Regions from separate parts of the Zea mays genome. Here regions 2 and 3 are each linked to region 1. Evidence: chromatin contacts called from public Hi-C data. All regions are on one chromosome and are shown on one strand. Each heading gives the region's core, a stretch centred on a gene start, on an enhancer-like site or on the middle of the called end of the contact. The rest is flanking DNA. Distances are from core to core; before and after follow the strand shown.

Region 1 (4,566 bases), core at 1,015-3,514:
CACGCACACAAGTCGCAACAAGAGCTCGCAACACAACCCGATGAGTTCGCAACTCAACTAGAGCTCTAGATGCTATCACGAAGAACCAAATGCGTGGAATCGAAGTCTCGGTGCTTAGGAATGCTTTTAGTATGCTTGGTGTTCTCCTTCATGCGCCTAGGGGTCCCTTTTATAGCCCCAAGGCAGCTAGGAGCCGTTGAGAGCATTCCAGGAAGGCTGATCTTGCCTTCTGTCGCCTGGCGCACCGGACAGTCCGGTGCACCACCGGACACTGTCCGGTGCGGATATCCTTCCTTATTTGGCGAAGCCGACCGTTGGGGTTTGAGAGCTTTTGGCGCACCGGACAGTCCGGTGCCTCCATCTAGCCGTTGGCTCGGCCACGTGTCCCGCGCAGATCGCGCGGCCGACCGTTGGCCTGGTCGACCGTTGGCCTAGTCGACCGTTGGCTCACCGGACAGTCCGGTGCTCCACCGGACAGTCTGGTGAATTTTAGTCGTACGTTGTTAATCATCTCCCGAGAGCGACGAGTTCGCCTGTGAACGGCTCACCGGACAGTCCGGTGCACCACCGGACAGTCCGGTGAATTATAGCCGTACACCGCCGTCGAAGTCCCGAGAGCAGCAAGTTCGCCAGAGCCAGTCTGGCGCACCGGACACTGTCCGGTGCACCACCGGACAGTCCGATGCACCCAGACTGAGCAGACTTTGGCAGAACAAAGCCATCTCTTCTCTAACTTGATTTTTCCTGTTTCCAGCACTTAGACACAATACATTAGTCCATAAAACAATGTACTAAGTCTAGAAACATACCTTTTGACATGATTTGCACTTTGTCCACCACTTTGCATAGATTAACACAGAAGCACTTGTGTTGGCACTCAATCACCAAAATACTTAGAAATGGCCCAAGGACACATTTCCCTTTCAAGATCACCCAATTCTCTACTCAGTTCCCCCCGACGATCTAGCTTTCCAGAATTAAGATCATGATGAATTGGAAACTCAAACGAAGCAGGTGCGTTAGGTGACCACGTACCCTTGACCGGGTAGTGGAGATCGGCCACAGGGGGCCCAAATCCACATTCCCGGTGAGAAGAAACGAAGCGGGGCCCAAAACGTGAGCCGTCAGTGTGTTCAACGGTGGCAGAGGAGCCCACCGGTGCCGATCCACGCGTGCCGAGGATGCCGGGCTTGGAGAAGCCCTCGACGCGCGCCCCATGTGACCACCGGATCTCCACTTTGGACAGCTCAGCGCAAACTGAATCCATGGTGGATTGTAGGGCTTCGACTGAGGATTCCATTCGGGGGCGCCAAGCCTCGAACACGTGCAGGGTGGACTCGAGGGAGGTGACGCGTGCACCGGTAGTTGCCTCCCAGTAGCGGACCCGATCGGTGAGATCCGCATCGGCCGCCGAAAGGTGGGCTTCGACGTCCGCGCGGATGGCGGAGGCGAACTCGTCGGAGTGGTGAGCGAATTCCGCCGCCTGGGACTCCAGAATGCCGACGTGGAGTTCCCACTTGGAGTCGATCGCCGTGAACCTTTTATCGAGCTCAGCGAGAATGGCGTGGGTCTGTTGTTCCAGCGCTTGAGTGAGCTGCGCGTCAAGGTGTAGGGGACGCCATGGATGCGACGGCCGAGGAACGAAGGAATCTGATACCAATTTGTTAGGGTATGGGATATGGAGGTAGGAGAAGACAGAGGTAGGAGACAGAGATAGGAGAGAACAAGGAGCTCTATTCAGAGTTTTCTATTGTTCAGATTCTTGATACCTCGCCCAAGGCAGAGTTCACTACTTATTACAGATAGCCAGAGGCACACACCATGAGGACGCAGCCCCACGCGACAGACACGCACAGGTCACTTCCACTCCGGGCCCGCCAGTCGAACGTTGGCACGGCGCTCTCTTCTTCCAGGCTCGCGACGAAGGGGCGGCTTCTGTGGTGTATCCGCGGGTGGTAGAGGGGCTGTAACATATTCTTTGATTTTTTTTTTTGCAATTATGTCCCTAAACAGTAAACACGACTCGAGACGTACTGCCATTTGCAGTGGAACCAATTGTCCAATTCAATCAACTTTTTATTCTTTTAACCTAAAGCTAACTTCCATGCTGATGGCAACTGGCTCCTCGAGCACGGTGAACTAGGACTAGGAGACAGTAATCATAGGCTCCACACTCCCGGCGCCGACTTAGCCGTTGCTCTGCTCAACGGTCAGTCTTCCCACTCTGTATAAACCTTACCCCACGCGCCACGCACTTCCCCGCTCCTCTGAACTCAGCATTCAGCAACAGATCAGACTCACACGATCACTGTCGCACTGAGAACACAAGCACCCAGTAAAGCAATGGCGTCCGCCACCGAGAACTCGAGCCTACGGAGATGCTCCTCTCTTCCCAACCTACTGGTCTGGCTCCTCAACCTCTCCCTCCTCGTCCTCGCCGCCGCCGCGCTCGGCCCGGTCTTCCTCCTCCGCCCGCGGCCGACGCCCTTCGGCTGGGCGCTCGTCTCCGTGCACGCCACCACCCTGCTCTCCGCACTCGCAGCGCTCCACGCGCAGCTCACCCACCTCTGCCTCGCCGCGAGCACGGCGCTCGCGCTCGCCGCGCTGTCCGGCCACGCACTGGCCTCCCTGGCCTTCTTCCTCCGCCACGACCACAGCCTCCGCCTCCTCGGCTCCGCCAGGGATCGCCGGGAGCAGTTCGTGCTGGCGTTCCTCGAGGAGCTACTGCTGCTGGCCATGTTCATGGCGCAGGCCGTCGCGCTAGCTGCAACATGCGTGCTGAGCCGGCGTTGGGCGAGGGAGTACCAGGAGGCCGAGACGGAGAAGGCGGCCGCGGCGAGAAAGCGAGGGAGGAAGATGGCGCGTGTGCAGGCCGAGTCGGCGGCAGCTGCGGAGGCCGGGGTGAAGGCCGTCGACGAGAAGGTGATGCGGAGCAGCAGCGGCAAGAAGGTGCACTGGGCCAACAACGATGGATACGAAGAGTGCTAGAAGCCTAGAACAACCAACACATGGAAGTAGAAGTAGAAGTAGAAGAATCGCCAGTAATCTCCTAGCTATGCTATTGTTCAGGGGTATGATTGCCATTATAGTGTGGCCATAGTTGCTATGTGTACTGCTTGCTATTCGACTAGTTCTGTTGACTGAACTTCCCATACCTGTGTGAAATGAAGCTTATAGCTTGTTGCACATTGCTAGACCATGAACGATAGTCATACGCCTTAACTTTGTTTACAGGCTTACAGCAGTACCATTACTAATTTACAATGTTTTTGAAGGCCGTGGTAGATTATTGTCCTTCTGGGTCATACTTGCTACTATAGTTGGGTTGACAAACAGTACAGGAACATGCTACTACTGACACGAATAGCTTGCTACTTATAGTTCTGACTCAGTTCAATTAGCCGGAGCTGGAAAACCAGTATCAGAACCCTCTATAATTCAATACCACTGTCCTTCGGCTGGGTCAAACTAAACCCAACAATTCAGTTTAATCTTGAGCTCAGATCACCCTGCCGTTTTTCTGTGTTCTGAAACGACCCATGCAGCTGCAGAAGCAAAGAATTGCTGACAACAAAGATTGAGCTAAGGGCCATCAACCCCCCTGCATGATAAACCGCCAAATATAGCATCGTTACTAAAGTTCGATGTACCAAAACATGGCGTAACAGACAAAGCACGTAGTTGTCCTCAGTAAACATTACCTGAGAGAGATGGTGTCATGGCGAAATCATATTGTGGCAGCAGCACTCCAGCGGCAATTGGAATGGCTACTATGTTATATGCCACTGCCCAGGCCAAATTTTGGTGAACTTTTGCCATCGTTGCCTTCGACAGGGATAGCGCATCTACCACCTGCACAGGAGATTGTTTGATCCCCGTTAATGGCACTTGAGTTGAGTTACTCAGAGAAAGAAACATTACAGGAAAGAACCTTACCTGAGAAAGTCTGTTGCCTAGTAGAACAACTGAAGCTGCATCAGAGGCAGCGTTCTCTTTTGAATGAGTTCGCATGGCTATTCCAACATCTGCGGCTGCTAAAGACGGGGCATCGTTTATTCCATCACCAACCTAGACAACAGCGAGTACAACAAGTCAATGTTGTTAGGAATCCATGCAGGTAAAAAAAGTAAAGTTAAAAAATAGACATGTAGTCAAGTACTTGACACGAAGTTTCCAGTTCCAGTGAGCAATTCTGAACTACTTTGTCTATTATCTCAAATTTTGGGCTATACTTTTGGTCTATGAATCATAAGTGTGGATATTTGACCTGTCCATGATAGAACACCAATAGAGCATTGGATTTCATTACCATTGCAACTCTGTGTCCCTTCGCTTGCAAAGTTGATATAATGCTTGCTTTGTCTTGCGGAGTCAGGGAAGACTTTATGTTTTCATTCCTGATTCCAATGGTCCTCCCAATGCTTGTCACTGCTTCTCCCCTATCCCCTGACAGCAGGAACGTTGTAATGCTTTCCTGCTGCAACCTGATGATTAACAAGACAAGACAACTTTAAACATGCTTCACTGCTTTAACTATACAGATAAGGCAGTGACAGTTGCAAAACT
Region 2 (4,566 bases), core at 1,296-3,795, 350 kb before region 1:
GAACGAGGCCTGCGCCGGCCCCCTACGTTGAGCTACAGGGCCCTTTTTCTTAATTTCATGCATGGAGTTAGTAGTAAATTAAGGTCGCCGTGAGAAGGGGACGAAGGGAGCCATCAGTAAACGTACCGGGAAATTTATGTGAGTCGAGGGGCCCCAGTACTTGAGAGCTGCCAGGTCATAAGCCCTCGCAGCCTTCTCCTCCCTGTCATAGCCGCCTAGAGCAGCCACAGTCATAGCAAAGACATGGTGGTGAGCATGTGGAGCAACAAACAGCTAGGAGGAGGCTTGCAGTAGCTCACCTAGGTAGACTGCTCGTCGTTGTTGACATTGCATTGGCATTGCAAGAACAAGAAGGTGAGTTAACGTTCGAATCGAATGCATTCAGCCAAACATTGAGGAGGCTAGAAAATGGAATTGGATGCTAAGCTCTCACTCACCTTGCCTCCCTTTCCTAGTCTGGCCTTCCTTCCTGCAAGTGTTGTCCCACAGGTGAGCCTCGTACCGCCCGGTCCATCTGTGCCTGCAGATAGATCCATTTAGACACACGCACGCATCAGGACGATCGATCAAGCTAGGAACGACGTTGCGAGATCCTGAGCATGTACGCATGCATGCGCTGATGCGCGCAGCACATCAACTAAGGCCAACCTGGTGACGCCACGGAACTGCGACGTCCGCTGCCCGAACGTCTGCGCGGGCTTGCGGTGCACCGGCAACGGCGCCGGCAGCAGCTGCGGCGGCTCGGCCGGCGGGACGTCATCCGTCACGGCGAGCGACAGCGCAGCCGCCGCCGGTCGCTCCGGAGGCACGTACATGGCCTCCCGGAGCCAGGACTTGATGCCGGAGATGGACATGGAGCCGCCGACAACGCTGCCGCCGCCGGCGTTGTACATCGGCATTGCTGCGCCTGCTGGCGGGCCCGCGCTTGCGGCTGGGGCGCCCAGGAAGTACTGGCCGTGGTGCGACGACGGCACGAACTGGTGGTGCTGGTGGTCCGGGAACCCGCCGGTGCAGGGCGGCGCGTTCATGTTGATCCCCAGGCCAATGCCGCCTCCGCCGCCGCCGCCGCTGCTGATGCAGCCGTGGTAGTACGACCCGCACGAGAGGGGGTGGATGCCGTGGACCTCGTGGTACTTGCTGGCCTGCTCGTCGTCGTGGTGGCCGCAGCTGTCGTAGAGGCTGCGGCCACTGCTCTTGTTGCTGCAAGTGATGCTCATGAAGTCCTCGAGCTTGGGCCCTTTGGCTTCTGCTGCGCCGTGCCTCCAATCTGCACAGGAACGGTACAAAGAACGGACATGCTCAATGAAATGATGCCTCCTTTTCGAGAGAGCGCGCGACATGGGCCAAGGCCAACGAGTGCTGTGGAGTGCAGTGCAGTTCAGCGCAGGTGCTGCCTTACGTTCACTGAGACTTCACAAACAGCAGCAAGTTGCCCGGCCGGCCTTCCCTAATGTAAACAACTGGTACTAACTGATCTTTTTTTGTTTTTATTAAAAGTAATGTGAATAATTGAACACAATCCAAGATCATTCCGGAGACCAAAGAAGAGTTTGTCCTTTTGCTTCACTTAGCATGTCGTGACGAAATCGGTTGCCAGTTCCCACTGAATCTTGGTAACTAAGATTTAGTTTTTTTTAACACCAAGCTCTCGAGTGAAGAATACATGTATAGGAGACGCATGATTTCAAGATTCTGGTAGTACTGTTAGCTAGCCGAAGTTCTCGAAACAGAGACATATATATGCCCGACACCGGAGCGGCAACAACCGATGGCCATAGAAGGAGAAACGCGCAGCTCTGTGGTTCCGCGGCTCCGGTGAAGAAGAAGCGGGGGCCGGCGGAGCCCCACCAAACACGCCCCCCATGTTGGCAACAAACAGTGCCAGGAAGAAGAGTGTTGACAAAAGGAAAGGAGTTGTGCTCCACAAACACCAGTACCGCCGCCGCACGGCGTCGATCATAACCCAAAAAAAAGAAGGAAAATAAGCTGCTTCCTCTGTACCCTACAGACATAGTAATAAGCGTGCATGCAGTTTACCTGGAGCAGAGCTATAGTGCAGAGAGTCATCGAGCGGCATGGCCACGAGAGGGAGAGGCGAGGCAGCCGCGGCAGGCGAGGGGCAAGAGCCCTCTCCATCCCCGCACGCGCTCGCGCTCGCTCCGCCGCCTCCGTCGCCGTAGCCGTAGCCGCCCCTGCTCGCTGCCGAAGGAGACAAGGAGAAGCCAAGCCACCCGTTGTTCATGTCCATCTCCTAGCTAGTGGATAGAGCTGAGATCAGAAGAAGACGGAAGGGGTAAGGAATCGACGAGTTCTTTCTTGATCCTGGTGATGATGATCCTTCTCTCCTTTCCAGAGAAAGACTTTCTTTTTGGACACGAGAGAGGCTGTTACTTGCAAGCAAGCGAAGGAGCGAAGCTAAACTGACTAGCTAGATTGGCGCTGGTGCCGGTGCCGGTGCCGGTGCCGGAAGAGGGCCAAAAGAGTCTCCTTTTTGACGTTTATGCGAGCAAGCTATATATGGCTACGGGGGGAGTGCTGTGTAGGTGGCAACGATATGAATGCGAGCTGCAAGCAGCCCAAGAAGCGTTTAGCATACGTAGGTGACGACTCGCTTGACGAGAAGAGCCCATGCAAAACAAAAGGTTTCGGTGTGCAGTGCAACTGTGCAACTATGCATTGCATTGCATGCAACAGATGCGAGCGCCGTGGACCGGCGTTTTCCTTTTTGTCTTGGGGGCCGTGCCACGCAGACGCCATGCCGTGCCGTGCCATCCGTCAGTGGAAACGTCTTGCAGTGTCCAGTGCGGGTGTGGCATGGCATGGCATGCAGCTCACCAGCGGCTCAGCCGGGCCGGGGCCCCTCCTGCCAGCCTCTGGCGGCACGAGGAGCTATTGTGCTAGCTAGCCTGGCTGCGCCCTAGCGTGTGAATGTGTGACGGCTCATCTGTCGTCTCGCTCTATCTTTTTGCCTTGGGCTGGCTCTCTTCTTGTCTGTGTTCGTCGTCGTCGTCGACTACGAGTCTACGACTCTCTCTCTCACGTGCCGGCCCAACTCGATCCACGACAGGTGCCGCATGCATGCGAGGAAATGCGCGCAGATCTTCTCAGGTGATTTCGTGATCCAGAGATCAACAACAACTCTCGATGGACGCTTTTTTGAGCCTCTGTACCCATGCATGTTTCATCTCGGTAACCGATCGAGTGTTGCAGGACAGCCCTCGTTTGTGCGTGACCGAACTTCACTTCTTCCGGTTACTTCTTCTGTACTAGTTTGAACCGCTTTACCTTTTGCAAGATTTTAAAAATAAATAAAGTTGTTGTTTTGTTCACACGTTTGGAACGTAAATGTTAACTTATAACATTAAACCATATGTTTAGTTAACTCATAACATTAAATCATATGTTTTTAAAATATAACCGTAATCAAATACCACACTAGTAGAAACTGATATCATCATATTCAAACTTGCTGCTGCAGTTAATCGAGTGTGAATCATTATCATTTATGTTATATTTCATTAACCAAACAACATCTAATATTGTAGCAGCCGCAATCGCTACTGTTTGGACTACTGCAACTGCAATCCATAAAGACAAAATATTGTAGAAGCCGTATCCGCAACAAAGCCGTAGATGTCACATTGAATGCTTGATAGTAATTACAATAAATATAGTTAGAAAACTAATTACATAATTGAAGACTAAATGTTGATACAAATTTATTAAGACAAATTAGTTTATAATTAGCAAATGTTTATTGTGGCATCGTATAGACGAATTATAGAGTTAGGTCTTCGTTTAAGGGCTCTAAAATTATATGTAGTATAAAGTTCCACATGGCTAGGGCGTAGGGGCCTTGATCTAGGCCACCTGCACTCTGATGATCGGTTTACATAAATACACCATCAAATTATATTTTTGTTAGTATAACGATAGAAGATGGTTATATACTAATATTTTTTTAAAATATGATTAAAGTTTTAATTTGGATCAGTAGACCAAAAAATTAATCCATCGTCATATGATAATAGCATAAATACATGAACTATATATTTTAAATGAGTGTTAACCACTAATTAGCATCTATTGCCTAGTCTATGATTAACTTGTATATGATCCTTTCATGTTGTGTCTAAAATTAGAACTAAATTTTAGTTAGACTATTCACAATGGAGATTTCATGGCGCTCTTTTCAACAATGTCACATGATCCAATGTGTCATGAAACTTAGAATGAAACATTGCTTCTCAATACAAAAAAATCATTTCACCATTTTATAGACTAACATACCAATTAACTGATGTAACTCAATGACCAATAAAAGTTAGTAAAATATGTAAAGATAAAACAAATCACTCTCGATAAAGGTTTCACATGGTTTCCAAAACATTGGAAACGAGCTGACATGTTTCATCCCATGAAATTAGTTTTATCTCATGAAACTCAATTCTCTTAAATGTTATGGCATGTCATCAAAAATTCAATGCGGCACACTATTAAATGTGCACGATGTTAGAAATATGCTACAGAGATAATCATAGAGATGAGCATATTTCTTTGTATCTA
Region 3 (4,566 bases), core at 1,259-3,758, 260 kb before region 1:
TTGGATCAATTTTTCCAAGCTCTGTGTGGCCATACCTGACATTATGTACAGATGCAAATTTTCATACAAAAGAGTTAATAGTCCTATTAATCTACCGATAAAAAATGCTTATGATAGTATCTTACCCACAGAAATAGCAACTCTCTGTTTGGACCACTCTTTCTTGTAAAGTCCGTTTCAGGGGGACAATAGGTCCACTGACAGAAGGTTCTTTGCCACAACCTGTGATAAAAAGAACCGATTATATTGGCACAGCACAAAGAGACTCCAAATTATTTGCTGAAACATAAAGCTCTATGATCACTCCCTCCTTGCCTAAAAGTAATACAATCTTAAACCTAAATAACTTATTCTTCAAAATAAACTCTGTCATGAAAGAAGCAAAAAAAGGCCTACTGAATACTGTGGCCAACAAAGTCAGTTCTTGTGTCTGGACAATGTGAAAGTCGAGCATAACTATTATTACTCTGCTCACTTATAAAGATGTTTGAAAAGTACAGTATCAACAGAAAGTACATAAACCAAGTGGACTACCCGCTTACACAAGAACAGAAAATTGGAGGAATCACTTGTACATAGTAAATCAGCAGTGCAATCATGCAAGTGGGAAAAACAATGATGGTAAGGAACAAATCACAGTTCATAATATAACTTAACTTTAAAGGGTTTGGAAAACCAGCATCAGAGCCATCAATGATTGCAGAAGAAATAAGAAACTTCATTTAGAAAAAAAGCTAAACTTTAAATCTCTATATACAGATAAAACACCATCTAGAGCAAATGACAAACGGTATACGACAATACTGTATCCATCTCAAGACAACAGTAGATGACATTGCAAGCTCTTGGCACAGCAAGAATGGAAGCAGTAAAGCAAAAGAAATGAAGGATGATAATAGTAAAGCCACCAAGAATATGAGAGCACTGGCTTGAAAACGACATTGCTATCCTCAGCATACGTATTACACAACACCCATTAAGTTACCTGAAGAAGTAAGGTTTGGGTAGTCACTGAAGCTGGAAACACTAGCATTGCTAAATCCATTTGAATTCAAATTCAAATGATGCAGTTGCAGAGCAACATCATGGAGTGTTAATCCTTGTGATGTATAAATGTTTTGATACCTGAAACATAAAATTTCCACCACTAAAAACTAAAATCAAACACCCAAGAATTCTTTTTAAGTCTAGATTATTACAAAAGTTAATGAATGTCATTTTGAACTTTTAGTTCTTCTACTAAGTAATAAGTTTGCATAAGCTCGATTTCTTCTAAAAAATGGTGGTACTTACGGTTGTCGTCTTTTCCCCATGCCAGCGTGTTTTTCAAATTCCGAAGGGGAAACCTACAGTCAGAAGGGAACAGCAAAACCTTAATTATTGGTCATCAAACAGAATAATTGCACCCTAAGAAACACAATTCCTGAGTGATTATTAGTTTTGTACCTCTTGATTGCAACAATTGCAGACAATACCTGCTCCCTGCTTATACCCTTGCAGTAGTGCCTACAAAAATCAGTGAATCATGAATCCTCTTAAGAGTGGGCTACAATTTATGATGAACGTAAAAAAGGACGTAAATATCCAGAGCACCTCTCCGTTCTTCAACTTGTAAGTCAACAAAGTATTATCTGGAAGGCCAGCTTCCTTGAAAATCAGTGGATGCAAAGCGGTATCCCTGAGGAAAAGCAAAAAAGATAGGCTATGCATCATTTCAAAATGACATGTAAAAGAACACCTTTCACACCAGGTTTTGCAGAAAGGTCCCATAAATAAATGTCACAAAAGATTTAATCTTTTATTACCTCTTTTTTGATTCTCTTGAGTTTGAGCCTACGCTGGAGCTTGGGAGTGGCCGTTGTGCGCTTGTTACTGGACTTGATGAAGAACTAATAAGCCCTAAATCTGTGGAATCATGTTTTGAGTAGTTAGGGGTTACTGCACTAGGTACTGGAGAACCTGACGTAACACCATCGATGATGTTGAGACTGAGAGGACCTCCTGTGTTCTGTGCACTACGAGTTTCTTCAGTGCCTTTCTTCTCCTTTGAGGTGCCAGCAGAGAGGCCAGAAATCCCTTTGTCTGAGCTTCCAATTAAGGCTGGAGCCGAAATCTCAGTGTCTCCTTGTCCTCTAAACTGCGTCCGAGACCGCCTATTGGTTGCACCCCATTTAAAGTTTGAGATGCTATTACTGCTAACAGATTCATTCGAAGTCATCTCCTCCACAGCCGGACCCCGCGAACTAGAAGTGGGGCTTCGCCTTCACATTCACAGCAAGGTAAAGGTAATTAGCATGTGGAGCTTTGATGAAATGTAAATAACTGAGCCCGGGTGAAGGTATAAGAACTCAAAATCGATCAGTTGAATCTATCGCTCACCTCAAATCAGGCAGAAACAATCTGGCCTTCTCCTTCTCGTCCTCGGTCATCATCTCCACGTCTCCCCGTGGAGCAGGGGTCGAAGGGGGTTCCGCCGTCACGTCGTCAACCTGAATCCCGTCGGGTTCTGTTAGCACTATGTGAGTTGTATGTGTTGCTGATTCTTGTGCTTTTAGGGAGTATCAGTTATTTGAGTAAGTCGATTGAAGAGCAGGGATTAGTGAAAGTACTGTTGGGCTGGCCCGTTAGGGTTCCAAACCTTGTAATAGAACCAGGCGGTTAGGTCTAGATTAGGGTCTATAAATACTTGTAATCACATTTGAAGAGTATGAGAAGAGAATAATCGAAATAACCACCACACATACCTCCTTAATGCTTATCCTAGGGCATTAAGGAGGTTGATGTCCTTAAGGCAGTAAGATAGTTTGGAGTCTTATATTTTAGAGTTTGAGAAATTGAGATATGGAGTAGATGTTCATAACCCAAGGTTTGATGAGATATTTGAAAGGAAAATTGATCTAATCATTTCCTATAATCGATTTTGGTGTTTGACGTCCATCACAAACCACGTGGACTAACTAGTTTGTCAAGATGTCATTTATCTCAGGTGCATAAGGTTCAACACAAACCAAAAAAGAAATTCAGTTGAGGACTCAAATTTATTTGGAGCAAGACTTGAGAGTGTGCTGAAAAATAGCGCACCAGATAGTGTTCGGTGTGCACCGGATGCACCAGGCCTAAGCGCAAGCGAATAGGCCACTCTCGGGTTTCTGCCAGGCTCTTATCATTAAGAGCGCAAGCGAACGTGGACTACCAATCGACGCCTCCAAGCTCGACAACGAGGAGATGACTCTTATCATTAAGATCTTTCGTCAGATCCTCAAGCAAAGGAGAGGAAAGGACTACAAGCCCCGCTCCAAGAGGTGTGCTACCGGTGTGGTAAATCCGGTCACTTTATAGCTAAATGTTCATATTCTAGTGAAAGTGACAGGGACGAAGACAAGAAAGGGAATAAGAAGATGGAGAAGAAGAAGTACTACAAGAAGGGCGGTGAGGCGCACATGGGGCGGGAATGGGACTCCGACGAGAGCTCGTCCTACTCCTACTCCGACGAGGACGCCGCCAACATCGCCGTCAATAAGGGACTTCTCTTCCCCAACGTCGACCACAAGTGTCTCATGGCTAGGGACGGCAAGAAGAAGAAGGTACATTCTAGAGATATCCCCAAATACACTACATCTGATGATGAGGGTAGCACTAGTGATGATAATGATGATTTAATTTCTCTCTTTGCCAACCTTAACATGGACCAAAATAAAAAATTGAATAAATTAATAGAAACCATTAACGATAAGGATGATCTCTTGGAATGTCAAGAAGACTTGCTCGTTAATGAAAACAAAAAATTTGTTAAATTAAAAAATGCTTATGCTCTAGAAGTAGAAAAATGTGAAAATTTGTCTAAGGAGCTTAGCATGTGCAATGATTCAATTTATAGTCTTAGAATTGAGAATGATAATTTAAATGCTAAGATTAAAGAATTGAATGTTTACAAACCCTCTACATCTACTGTTGAACATGTCACTATTTGTACAAGATGTAGAGATGTTAATGTTGAAGGTATTGATGATCACCTTGCCATAATTAAACAACAAAGTGATCACATAGTAAAATTAACTGCTAAAATTGCCGAGCATGAATTAGAAAATGAAAAATTCAAATTTGCTCGTAGTATGCTTTATAATGGGAGACGCCCTGGCATTAAGGAGGTATTGGATTCCAACAAGGGAGCCAAGCAACATCAAACTTAATGCCCCCAAGAAATTGTCTAATTTTGTTAAGGGTAAGTGAAAGGGAAATAGTCTCAACATTTCCTATAATCAATTTTGGTGTTTAACGACCATCACAAACTTTGTGGACTAACCAGTTTGTCTAGTTGATCATTCCATATGTGCATAAGTTCATCTACAACTATTCTAAATCGACTGCCTGGAATACCGTAGATTATTCCGGACAGGAGAAGCTTTTTTGGAAAATCACTTAAGCGCTGACCGTCTGGGCCTGTTGGAGACTTGTTCTCAAATGCTAAAGGTTAAGAACAAGTCAACATAAAAAGTGTTAAATGTCAAAGCCCTTCGTCCTTAAAGACATTATGTCCCTTCGGATATAATGAATTATGGACGAAGG

The links. Hi-C and Micro-C count contacts between places; a contact is called where the count stands out from the background.
Region 2: a contact with region 1 is called in a Hi-C map of ear, with 1.7 times the contacts expected there. The contact joins the promoter of LOC103631785 here to the promoter of LOC103631787 in region 1. A contact is called at or near these places in 2 of 25 Hi-C or Micro-C datasets (bundle sheath and ear).
Region 3: a Hi-C map of ear shows a contact between it and region 1, with 5 times the contacts expected there. The contact joins the promoter of LOC100193685 here to the promoter of LOC103631787 in region 1. A contact is called at or near these places in 8 of 25 Hi-C or Micro-C datasets (ear, endosperm, leaf and 3 more) and 1 of 3 datasets of contacts at active chromatin or transcription factors (leaf).

Annotation. Positions count from the first base shown.
Region 1 is chr1:16,599,098-16,603,663 of Zm-B73-REFERENCE-NAM-5.0, forward strand. It overlaps LOC103631787, which reads left to right and starts at 2,265. Exons shown (of 1, transcript NM_001351081.1): 1 at 2,265-3,231. The coding sequence starts at 2,344. The coding sequence ends at 2,988. It overlaps LOC100383364, which reads right to left. Exons shown (of 17, transcript NM_001327773.1): 14 at 4,310-4,484; 15 at 3,937-4,068; 16 at 3,702-3,852; 17 at 3,203-3,601. The coding sequence ends at 3,483.
Region 2 is chr1:16,253,074-16,257,639 of Zm-B73-REFERENCE-NAM-5.0, forward strand. LOC103631785 (AP2-like ethylene-responsive transcription factor CRL5) reads right to left here and starts at 2,546. Exons shown (of 8, transcript XM_008653284.2): 1 at 2,038-2,546; 2 at 649-1,267; 3 at 438-520; 4 at 300-308; 5 at 127-215. The coding sequence starts at 2,248.
Region 3 is chr1:16,339,617-16,344,182 of Zm-B73-REFERENCE-NAM-5.0, forward strand. LOC100193685 reads right to left here and starts at 2,509. Exons shown (of 15, transcript NM_001138777.1): 1 at 2,380-2,509; 2 at 1,806-2,261; 3 at 1,594-1,678; 4 at 1,447-1,506; 5 at 1,294-1,346; 6 at 986-1,125; 7 at 126-222; 8 at 1-35. The coding sequence starts at 2,432.